Regions from separate parts of the Mus musculus genome. Here region 2 is linked to region 1. A link is a contact called in public Hi-C data. All regions are on one chromosome and are shown on one strand. The core of a region is the stretch at or near the end of the contact, and the rest is flanking DNA. Distances in the headings are between cores, read along the strand shown.

Region 1 (5,898 bases), core at 384-2,883:
TATGTATATGCATATATATACCACATATATACTATATATATCACATATATATATATATATATATATGGTATATATACACATACACACATATATAGTACATTTAATTCAATACAACAAAAACATGGTATTTGTTAAGTGGCAATAGTTAAGGTCATGTTTGCATGAACCTGTAAGATTATGTTCATATGAACATACGAAGGTTGACTGCATGATCCTATGAAGGCTGATCATCAAGTTATCAGTAGAGAAGGGTTACAGCTCAGGGGTAGTATTTGCCTAGTTTGTGCTCTGGATCTGATACCCAACACAAAGAGGAAAGAAGGAGCCATTGAGGAGAATGCCCTATAACCTCCACGTAAGTACTTATTTTTAATTTAATGTATTTTCTTCAAACATCCGGTAAAGACAAAAGCATGACACTGAGGAATTACTTACCACCTCGGACATGTAGCTCGTCTCTCATTTCTTTACTGATTTGGGCTGGAGTGATATATTCCTTGCCGTCAAGTGTATGGACTACTTCCAGCTGTTTCTGAGAGATCAATTTATTCACAATCTCAATGCAGTTCCGCTCTGACAACCTGTGCGAAGCCAGGAGTTTAAGAGTGTACTTGCTATGCCGCCCCCCCCCCCCCCAGGTATTTGAAAGCAAAATTTTGAGTAACTTCTACATTACAAAATCTGTCCTTTATTAGTATGATGATATTGGTTGAGTAATTTAAAAAGAAAACTTGAGAGTAGGTTTATATTCCCTTGAATTATTTATTTAATTCACACACGTCACTGTATTATGATTCTACAGATGTTCTCTCCTAGTCCTGCCTTCAAGTATCAAATTTTCCAGCTGAAAACAAACAAACTTTTCTTTAAAATCACAGTATGTTGGCCTTACTGGTACAGTTGGTGTACAGACAGGTCATGTGGCTTAGCAGAACTATAGGTACTATAATGTTAGCTACTCACAGCCATCTTGCACTAAATTTTTTCCCCGGGTTTTGTTGTTTGTTTGTTGTGAGAGTGTATGTATGTCTGTAGCTCTCAATGTTATAGAACAGCATCAACGGACTACTGTGTTTAGGTCCAAGAGAAATAAAATACTACAAGAACTCGTTGACAGGGAGACAAAGTCTATTCGCCTTATATATGCGATGTGTAATCACGGGCGCAGAGTCGGGGTAATTCGGCCACTCCCCCATTTCTGGAGTGTAGAAAAGTTGGTGTCCCGGAGTCCCTAAAATATGACAGATGGCATGTGGGCCTGGCTTAGATCTGTGGCTGCACGTAAAAAGGATTTGGAGGAGGGACAGACTACTTGCTGCGCGCTGCACTGGGGACTTTGCAAGCTCGCCCTAGGCCGGGCAGCGAGCGCCTCTACCGACAGCCGCCGCAGCAGACCGGCTCCGGGGTCCCACCGCGTTCCGGCAGGCAGTGCGGGAGCGGGGCAGCGTCCCGGGCCTAAGCCGGCTCCACACCGCAGGGAACCAGCACCTTTGCGTGGACTCTGCAAACTGCGCCCGCTGGAAGTCAGCCGCCAGCCGCCGGATCTCCTCCCAGGCGTCCGCCATCACTGCTCCGCTCGCCCCGACACAGGGAAACGGCAGACACGTCAGCCTTCAGCCTGCCGCAGGCACCCCGGGACGGACCGCGCAGAGGGCCAAGAGACCTGCGTCAAGGAAATTCGCGAACAGAAACGCGACTGCCGAGCTCTCCGCCCTCAGCTGGGCGTGGCCTGCGGGAAGCGGCTTCCTAAACTCCTACAAAGCCAAGCTGATGCTGACTCAGTAATCCTTTTTGCAAGGTTCCTGTTTCTGTCCAGCAACCATCAAATGATCTTCCGCCCTTGCTGAGCGGACGAGACATACTTCTTTTGTGGGACTCTTACAAACCGTGACTAATCCACTTTGAACAGTGAATGGGGCTTTTACTTGAGCCAAGAATGAAGTCAGTTTTAGAGAAACTTGTTCCACACTACTGCATCAGTTTGAATTTTGTTCTTCCAAAATGAATCTATTTGGGTATAGCAAACGCCATGGACTTCAGTTCATGTGTTCTAAAGCTTATTATTATTATTATTATTATTATTATTATTATTATTATTATTATTTACTCGGACAAAGGAATAATCGTTGCTGGGAGTGAAACTAGGGAAGGCAATGGCATTGTACTTCTTAGACAAGATAACTGCTGCCATTGTTTATTCACACATACCATTTTCCAATCTTAATCAATGGGGAAATCAGAAGGCTGATTGTACTTAGTAAAGAATATTTTGCTTCTTTCCTATGTAAATATATTAGTCCATATAACACGTCCAGTAGATAAATCCATTTGGCTTCTGAAGTGCCTAGCTTTGATTAAATTTAGAGAACTCCATGATAAAGCTTGGCATTCCATCTTATCCTTTGAAGCAGACTCTCTCAGAAAGGTAGGCCAGCCTCCCATCAAGTAGGTTTACTGGCCAGCCAGCCCCTGAGTTTCCTCCTGGCTTCATCTCCCAGTCAGGTTGATGATCATACCCAGGTTTCAAGATGAGCTTGGGCTCTGAATTCAAGTCTGTATGCTTGCACAGAGAGCACTTTAACCTTCAAGCATCTTCCCACCCATCATTTTAAGTGCTTTGGAGGGAGGGAGGGAGGGAGGGAGGGAGGGAGGGAGGGAGGTAGTAATTTTTGACCAATATATGATATTACAGAGGAACTTTAAACAGAGCAAACACTACGCAGCTGTTTTTTAAAGGGTAGGAGATTCTTTTAAAGAACGAACTTGTATAGATTTGGAGAGCTGACATTCCATTCTTTATAAAATTTTATGATAGCTGTCTGTAGTTGTACAAATACCTTGTTAATGTTGACATGCAGACAGTCTGTGGATAGTTGATGTCTTTAGCTACAGTGTGTACAGGATTTATTACACATTCTTGGAATCATTTAGAAATTGTCTTTTGACATAAAAACAAATTAGAGACAGCAATGAAACACTGTGATGCTTGAACATATGCATACATGGATAACATTTGCATTATATCAAACACCTAACATATATTATCCAAGATTAAACATTTGACATCCTTCCTCCTAGTGCTATAAGATATAAAGTACGTGGTTGATGTGATGATTTGTATATGCTTAACCCAGGGAGTGACACTATTTGGAGGTGTGGCCTTGTTGGAATAGTGTGTAGACATGGCTCAAGAGTTCTCAAAGGAGAATTTCTTTCCTTCTTTCTTCCTTTCTTTTCTTTTCTTTTTCCTTTTTCATTGGATATTTTATGTATTTACACTTCAAATATTATCCCCTTTTCTGGTTTCCCCTCTGGAACTCCCTTCTCCCATCCTTCCCTCTCCCAGCTTCTATGAGGATGCTTCCCCTACCACCCACCCATTCCTACCTTCCCACCAGGGCATTCCCCTACACTGGGTAATACAGCTTTCATAGGACCAAGGTCTTCTCCTCCTATTGATGCAGACAATGCCATCCTCTGCTACACATACACATGGAGCCATCCAAGTGTATAGTTGGTGGTTTAGTACCTGGGAGCTCAGGGGTGGGGGTGGGGTCTGGTTGGTTGATATTATTGTTCTTCCAATGGGGTTGTAAACCCCTTCAGTTCCTTCAGTCTTTCTCCAACTTCTCCATTGGGGACCCAGTGCTCAGCCCAATGGTTGGCTTTGAGCCTCTACCTCTGTATTTGTCAGGCTCTGGCAGAGCCTCTCAGGAGACAGCAATATCAGGCTCTTTTCGGCAAGCACTTCTTAGCATAAGCAATAATGTCTGGCTTCGGTGACTGTATGGGATGGATCCCCAGGTGGGGCAGTATCTGGATGGCCTTTCCTTCAGTCTATGCTCCACACTTTGTCTCTATATTTTGACTGGAGCCCTTCTGGGTTAAGAATTTGGAGATGAGTAGGTGGCCCCATGCCCCAACCATGGGCCTTGCCTAACCTCTGGATATGGTCTCTACAGGTTCTCCCTCCCCTTTGTTGGGCATTTCAGCTAATCTCATCCCTGTTGGGTCCTGGAAGCCTCTTGCTTTCCTGGCATCTGGGACTGGTTGTGGCTACCCCCAGCTCCCCATCCCCCATTGCTACACATCTCTGTTCAATTTCCTGACGCTCTGTACGTCTCCTCCATCTCCTCCCATACCTGATTCTCCTCTTTTACCCCTCCTCTTCTTCTCTTCCTCCCAAATCCCTCCCACCCTCTACTTCCCTTGATTATATTGTTCCCCCTTCTAAGTAGGACTGAAGCATTCACTCTTTGGTCTTCCTTCTTCTTGAGCTTCATGTGGTCTGTGAGTTGTATCTTGGGGATTCCATGCTCTTTGCCTAATATCCATTTATCAGTGAGTACATACCATGTGTGTTCTTTTGTGATTGAGTTACCTCACTCAGGATGATATTTTCTAGATCCATCCATTTGCCTGTAAATTTCATGAAGTCATTGTTTTTAATAGCTGAGTAGTACTCCATTGTGTAAATGTACCACATTTTCTGTATCCATTCCTCTGTTGAGGGACATCTAGGTTGTTTCCAGTTTCTAGATATTATAAATAGGGCTGCTATGAACATAGTGGAGCATGTGTCCTTATTACATGTTGGATCATCTTCTGGGTATATGCCCAGGAGTGGTATAGTTGGGTCCTCAGGAACACTCCTCCACTGCTGGTGGGATTATAAGCTGGTACAACCACTCTGGAAATCAGTCTGGTGGTTCCTCAGAAAACTGTACATAGTATTACCAAAAGTTCTCTTATTGATGAAAATAGTTTTCGCTATCCTGGTTTCTGTTATTCTAGATGAATTTGAGAATTGCTCTCTTTATCTCTGTGAAGAATTGCATTGGAATTTTTATAGGGATTGCATTGAATCTGTAGATTGCTTTTGGTAAGACAGCCATTTTTACTATGTTAACCCTGCCTATCCATGGGCATGGGAGATCTTTCTATCTTCTGAGGTCTTTGATTTCTTTCTTCTGAGATATGAAGAAGCCAAAACCATCCAGTGGAAAAAATGACAGCATATTCGACAAACAGTGCTGGTTCAAATGGCAGTGGGCATGTAGAAGAATGCAAATTGGTGAACTCTTCTTATCTCCTTGTACAAAGCTTAAGTCCAAGTGGACCAAGGACCTCCACATAAAACCAGATACACTGAATCTAATAGAAGAGAAAGTGGGAAAGAGCCTCAAACACATCAGCACAAAGGAAAATTTCCAGAACAGAACACGAGTGGCTCAGGCTCTAAGATCAGCTATTGACAAATGAGATCTCATAAAATTGAAAACCTTCTGTAACACAAAGGACACTGTCAACGAATAAAACAGCAACCTATAGATTGGGAAAAGATCTGTACTAACCCTACATCTGATAGAGGGCTAATATCCTATATATACCAAGAACTCAAGAAGTTAGGCTCCAGAGAACCAAATAACTCTATTTTAAAAGTGGGGTACAGAACTAAACAAAGAATTCTCAACTGAGGAATCTGGAATGGCCGAGAAGCACCTAAAAAAATATTCAACACCCTTAGTCATCAGGGAAATGCAAATCAAAACGATCCTGAGATTCCACCTCACACCAGTCAGAATGGCTAAGATCAAAAATTCAGGTGACAGCAGGTGCTAGTGAGGACTTGGAGAAACAGGAATACTCCTCCATTGCTGGTGGGATTGCAAGCTGATACAACCACTCTGGAAATCAGTCTGGCACTTTCTCAGAAATAGTTCTACTTGAGGACCCATCTATACCACTCACTATTGCTGATGTCAGGAAATGCTTGCTGACAGGAGCCTGTTATAGCTGTCCCCTGAGAGGCTCTGTCAGAGCCTGACCAACACTGATATGGATGCTTCTAGCCAACTATTAGATTGAACATGGAAACTCCAATGGAGAAGCTAGGGG
Region 2 (5,893 bases), core at 929-3,428, 340 kb after region 1:
TATAGCCTTTGACTTGATGCCTCCCTTTTATAAATAACCTCATTAATAAAGATCCTGCTGTATTTATTAATTTATACATTTCACATTTATCTGACAATTTTGTTTCACTAACCTGGTAGTGAACTCAGTAGTTAGCAGTATTTAATAATCAAGCACATCGTTGGTATTAGAAGCAACTCTCCCTTATCAGGGATTAGAGCATTAAGCTTAATTTTCAGAATTAAATATGGCTGATATCCTTAAGATAAAGATGAACGTCATGGAGAATGGTAATCCACTGTATTTTAATAGTTTATGGCTAAAGCTCCACTGAGCAGCTGGCTGAAATAGATGCAGAGGCCTAAAGCTAAGCTCAGGAGTCTTATATAGAAATATGGGGAAGATTTGAGGGCCACGGAGGGGATAGGATCTCCAGAGGAGACCAGCAGAGTCAACAACCTTGGGGGCTTCCAGAGATTGAACCTCAACGGAAAAGCAGAGACAGGCTGGAACCTAGGCTTCCCACATATATGTAGTTAATGTGCACCTCGATCTTCATGTGGGTCCCCCAACAACTGGAGCAATGGCTGCCCCTAGAGCTGTTGCCTGTCTGTGGACCCTGCTCCCTTACCTAGGCTGCCTTGTAGGGCCTCAGTAGGAGAGGATGTGTCTAGCTTTTCAGAGAATTGATGTGGCAGGGCAGGATAAGGGGTAGAGGACTCCATCTTCTCATAGGAGAATGGGAGGAGGTGTGCAGGAGGATGTGTGTGTGTGTGTGTGTGTGTGTGTGTGAGGAGGGGGCCAGTGATTGGGATGTAAAGTGAATAAATAAATAAATTGAAAGAGAAAACACACATATATTATTTCTAAGAATTATTTATTTAACCTTAGACTACAGAGAAAGTTGAGAAGTAATTACAAAGAATATCTTGTCAGGCGTGCTAGTGCACGCCTTTAATCCCAGCACTTGGGAGGCAGAGACAGGCGGATTTCTGAGTTCGAGGCCAGCCTGGTCTACAGAGTGAGTTCCAGGACAGCAAGAGCTACACAGAGAAACCCTGTCTCAAACAAAACAAAACAAAACAAAACAAAACAAAACAAAACAAAACAAAACAAAACAAAACGTCTTAATATTTATAATAAAGTGATATTGCAAATACTATTTGTCAAAGTTTATGGTATATGGACAAACAACAGTACTTAAAAGACGCTTAGAGGTACAGTTTCCAGGAAATTAATTATTTGATTAACCCAAGAAGATCATCAACGAACAATGAACAAAGCTAAAGGAAAAAAACAAAAAAAGAAGCAAATAAACCAAACAACAAAAGCAACAAAGAAAATAGAAGTAGAAGTAGACAAAGTCATTGAACTTGAGAGCTTAAATTTGAGTTGATTAGAATATCCCAATGTCTACTTATATCAATAAAACAGTCAAGATAGAAAATAAATCTAGGTTAATAACAGAAGTACAAATAATGGCTAACTTAATGTATATTAAAATTAGGAATGCCTAGTGAGTATTTATAAAGAAATATAAAAATTCTTGATAAAATAAGCGATTGTGGTTTGCGTGAGTTGAGAAAAGCACATTGGCCTATGGGGGGTGGAGTGAGGATCCATCATAATGGGATTTGTTAAAGAAATGGAATTCAAGAAAAACGACTGAGAGCAAGCATTAGGCTTAGAGAAGACTGAAGTACTCAAATTAGTAATTCAATAAATGGGGATTGCTATGACACTTTAAAAAATGGAATCATTTTACAAAACAGAAAGATAAGGATAAGTTGTTAAATCAATATATGAAGCCAACTATAATTTTGTTAACAATATATTAGAGAAGATATTTTTAAAGGCCAGTTTTACTTAAAGTTACAGACAAAAATTACCCAAGATAGCAAACTTAGATTTGTAAAAATACCAGAATGACAATCCAGAATACATTTAAGGAAATCTAGTTACATGGACTCCTGTAGATAACCATGAAGTCAGAACACATTTAACAGTTTGAAGAAATTCTGATGAGAGTCATGCTAAACTATGCTAAGGTGCTTTCCTGTGATATACCAATCAGGCTGTATATGACCAGGTCACAGTGACAGCAGCCAGCACACAATAACTGCTATTTCTGCCAATCCTAAGAGAGTGGCTGTGGAGAAGGCCATCTGTCACCGTTTCTTCAGAGATGAGCAAATGGGGACAGAGACACATCCAATAAGCAACAAGCTTAGTCACTGACCTGCGGTCTACAGTCAACACCAAGCAAATGATACATTCACTATTCATTCATATTTTTATATTGGGTTTCATTGTCTTGATTTCTCTGGCATCTATCCCTTTTAACTGAGAGCTATTTATTACCATTTTAAATGTAGATCAGGTTCTCCCATCAAACAATAGCTCACACTTACATTGTTCTTATTATGGCCAAATACTGATCTGAGAGCTTTTACTCACTCATACACATGAGCACATCTATTAACTCATATTACCATTTTACTAAAGAAAAAAGTAACTGAGGCACGAAATGGCTAATATGCAGCTTGCTCAAGTTTAGTCACCCAGGAAGTTGCAGCATGTGCGTTCTCCTGCAGGTTGTTGGCTTCATGGTATGAACATGTGATGACTTTGTTTTATGATGTACTATTATGCTCCCTGCAGGCAGAATTTGCAAACAGTATAGTGATATTTTCTTTCTTCACTGACATACCATTAACATCTGGGCAGAACACTTAATAAGTGTTTCATGTGTCGTGTGAATGAATGGGTGAACGACAGAGTTTCTGATAAGTGTAAGGTCCTGTGTCAGTAACTGTAAACACAAAATATGAACCAAGAGAAACTTTTTGTTTATTTGTTTTATCTATAAGTTTAGCATATGCTCATGTAGACAATGTAAACCAATGGAGCTGGCAGAAAATAACTGGGTAAACTGGGTAAAATTGAGCTTTGGATTTTCTTCTGTTTCAAAGTTAGTACACTTGTAGTCAGTTTTACCCACTCTTTGTCTGTTTTTCTTTCCCATTCTCTCTCTCTCTCTCTCTCTCTCTCTCTCTCTCTCTCTCTCTCTCTCTCTCTCCCTCCCTCCCTCCCTCCCTCCCTCCCTCCCTCCCTCTCTCCCTCTTGTGTGCTTTAGTTAAATAAAAATAAAAAGGATTTGGCCCTTTGGCAGAAAACAATATTGCTTCTGCTCTGTGTTCCACTTTCCTGTTTCCTAAGCATTTTGTCTTGTTGATTCTTCTCTTTATATGTTCTACCTCTAATTCTTCACTGCTACTAGGGTTAATTACTAAACAATGGGGCAGTTATTTATTGACCCCTACCATGCACAGAAATTGTTAGGAATGTTTGCCTCCTAGAGCCAAGTTGACATTTCTTTGACAGGAATTGTTTCATTTATTCCCCAAAACTGAAATTCAGGTGAAAATTCAACATGTTTTGATCTATCAATCACTCCAATCTATTTTTCAAAGCCCCTAAGCCGAGATGCTATATAGCAACGACAACAATGAATGTGTAGAAAAAGGGAAATTGTAGCCATATAGAGTAATCGAAACTTTTCACTTATTCTAAATGGCCTTACAGAATGTGAAAGATGACAAAGACTTAAGCTTTAAAGAAAAGAACAGAATCCTGGGTAAAAATAATGCTCGCTCAGATTTGGTAGAGGAAAATATTTAGAAAAAATACTCCTATTTTTCAATACTGCTCTAATGCATGCTTTAAAAAAAAATGGAAGTAAACTTTAAAATACGAAACACTTAGAATTGTGATTTGCAAATGATAGATTCATGTCCGGATACTTGGGAGAGAAATGAGAAACTAAGGCAAATGAGAAGATTCCTCAGAGACTAGTAATTCTACTGTAAGTCTCTGCACTTGTGGTGTTCAGGATATTATTTTAACTAGTATTCATCTCAACTTTAAAATAGAAATAACATTGAGCAAACTATAAGAGAGGACTGAATACTTGGCTAGTACTGTGTGATAAAGCCAGCTACCTGGGTGGTAGCTCACCCCTTGGCAACTCTCTCCATTTGCTGGCTATTGCAGTATATTGTCTCTCTCACATTACATCGTGATGTAAAGTTGGAAGACAGAACCAGTCAGCTCAATAGAAGATCTTCACTCCATATAGTCCTTGGTTAAAAGAATAAAGTTGACGATACCAAATTAAAAAGTCAAGAGTAAATTAGTGAAAAGTTGATGGTATGGCTAAGTTAGAAATAGTTTAAAAATAAAGCAAACCTTTGACTTAATCCTTTTGAAATAAAACTTATAAAGTGTGATAATTATCAATTTTTTGTTATTCTATTAATTTATGATAACAGATCAGGAATTAGTGTTCTTAGCCAAAACTCCTGCAATACTAGGTCTTGTCTGTAGATTACTGTCATTTGTAGTTAACTACCCGGACACATAAACTTCTCTAAATTTCAAAATATAGCTCATTAACTATTACATATGTATGTATGTGTGTGTGGGGGGGTATGTGTGTCTATGTAGAATGTCTAATATGTAAAATTCTGGAATATAATTAGGCTTTCATGGTTTATAGAAACTTCCTTTTTAAGGGGCATTATCCTAAATGTTGGTTTTAATTATGTGGATAAAACTCTTGTCTCATTCTCCTTTCTCCTGTCCTGTCCTGTCCTGTCCTGTCCTGTCCTGTCCTGTCCTGTCCTCTCCTGTCCTCTCCTCTCCCCTCCCTTCCCTTCCTCTCCCTTCCCTTCCCCTCCCCTCTCTCCTCTCTTTTCCCCTCCCCTCCCTTTTCCCCTCCCCCCCCCCCATGTATTGAATAAAACACACCCTTGTTCATGCTGTATTCTTCAGCTGGATCCTGGTTCATATTGGACAATTACCTTTGCTGGGAAAACTTGTAGGGACTATAGAAAAAACATCTTTTCTTTCTGCAGACAGTGGTGATCAAGGAGTCAGTTGGACCATGGTGATTTCTGGGTCTGAAGATCACAGTGGGGCTCCTTGGTGAATTATGGATTAATAGAGTTACTCTGGGTTCACTTTTCTTTGCTATTCTTCTGTTCAAGTGCTATACTATATCCATCTAACAGTTTCACTTGTGTAGATTAGCTATAACTGTTTTATTACTTGATGTAGACAAACCCAAAGAAAAGTACCAAACAACCTCCACTCCAAATAATCAGAGAAAAAAATTTGTATAAACTAATCTTTACACCAATTCGTTTCTCTTTCCCTCAAGATGCAAAGTGTAGATCATGAACCCTTCAAAAACTTATAATTATCTGGATTAAAACTTTGAAAAGTATAGAATATATACATTCTTAAAACTGGAATAATTATATTACTTTGTATAAATTCTTTTACCAACTCCAGGTAAAGTTTAGGAACTTGTCAGTTTGTAAATGGAAGTTAGTATGTGCATAGTAAGTTCAGAGAACTACTCTTTTTCAATATAATCATGATCTGATAATAGCATCATATTAGTTTGTGGTTACTCAAACTCCAAAGATACAAATTGCCATGGTCCATCTGATTCCTTGATCACCACTGTCTGCAGAAAGGAAAGATTTTGTTTGCTTGTTTTCCTTGCAATTTTCACACTAAGAATACTTAGACATTTTAAAACAAAATACTATTCCTTTATTCTATACCACAGTGTACTCTGTTTTATACTATGCAGCTGTATACATTCCTGACTTCTCTTTCAAGGTCCTCTGAAACTTCAAATGATCTCAGAGCTCTCCCTTTCTCGAGGGCTTTGTTGGCTTCAGTTCCCACAGGTCTCTACATTTGATGCTGAGCTGTACACCTCTTGTCTTGGGAGAGAAGCCGTTTACTTTTTGGCAAGAAGATACTTGTTGATTTCTGGAATGAACTCAAAATTGTGTCTCTGACTCTCTGTCAAAGATTCTTAAATAAAATGTCTGGTGTT

What was found. Hi-C and Micro-C count contacts between places; a contact is called where the count stands out from the background.
Region 2: a contact with region 1 is called in a Hi-C map of cerebellar granule neurons, with 2.4 times the contacts expected there. The contact joins the enhancer-like site here to the promoter of Ufl1 in region 1. A contact is called at or near these places in 3 of 39 promoter capture datasets (hippocampal neurons and liver), 4 of 484 Hi-C or Micro-C datasets (the G1E-ER4 cell line, cerebellar granule neurons and cortical neurons) and 1 of 115 datasets of contacts at active chromatin or transcription factors (stem cell-derived neural progenitor cells).

What each region holds. Positions count from the first base shown.
Region 1 is chr4:25,280,188-25,286,085 of GRCm38.p6, forward strand. Ufl1 (UFM1 specific ligase 1) reads right to left here and starts at 1,634. Exons shown (of 20, transcript NM_001355512.1): 1 at 1,489-1,634; 2 at 436-581. The coding sequence starts at 1,565.
Region 2 is chr4:25,621,218-25,627,110 of GRCm38.p6, forward strand. The region is part of intron 2 of Fut9 (fucosyltransferase 9); the gene reads right to left. Among named protein-coding and RNA genes, the nearest start is that of Gm24977, 57 kb to the left of the region's middle. Within about 2 kb of position 2,179, at least 4 of the 459 cell types and tissues checked have an H3K27ac peak or open chromatin away from gene starts, as enhancers often do. A contact at or near this core is called in cerebellar granule neurons, where this site is marked.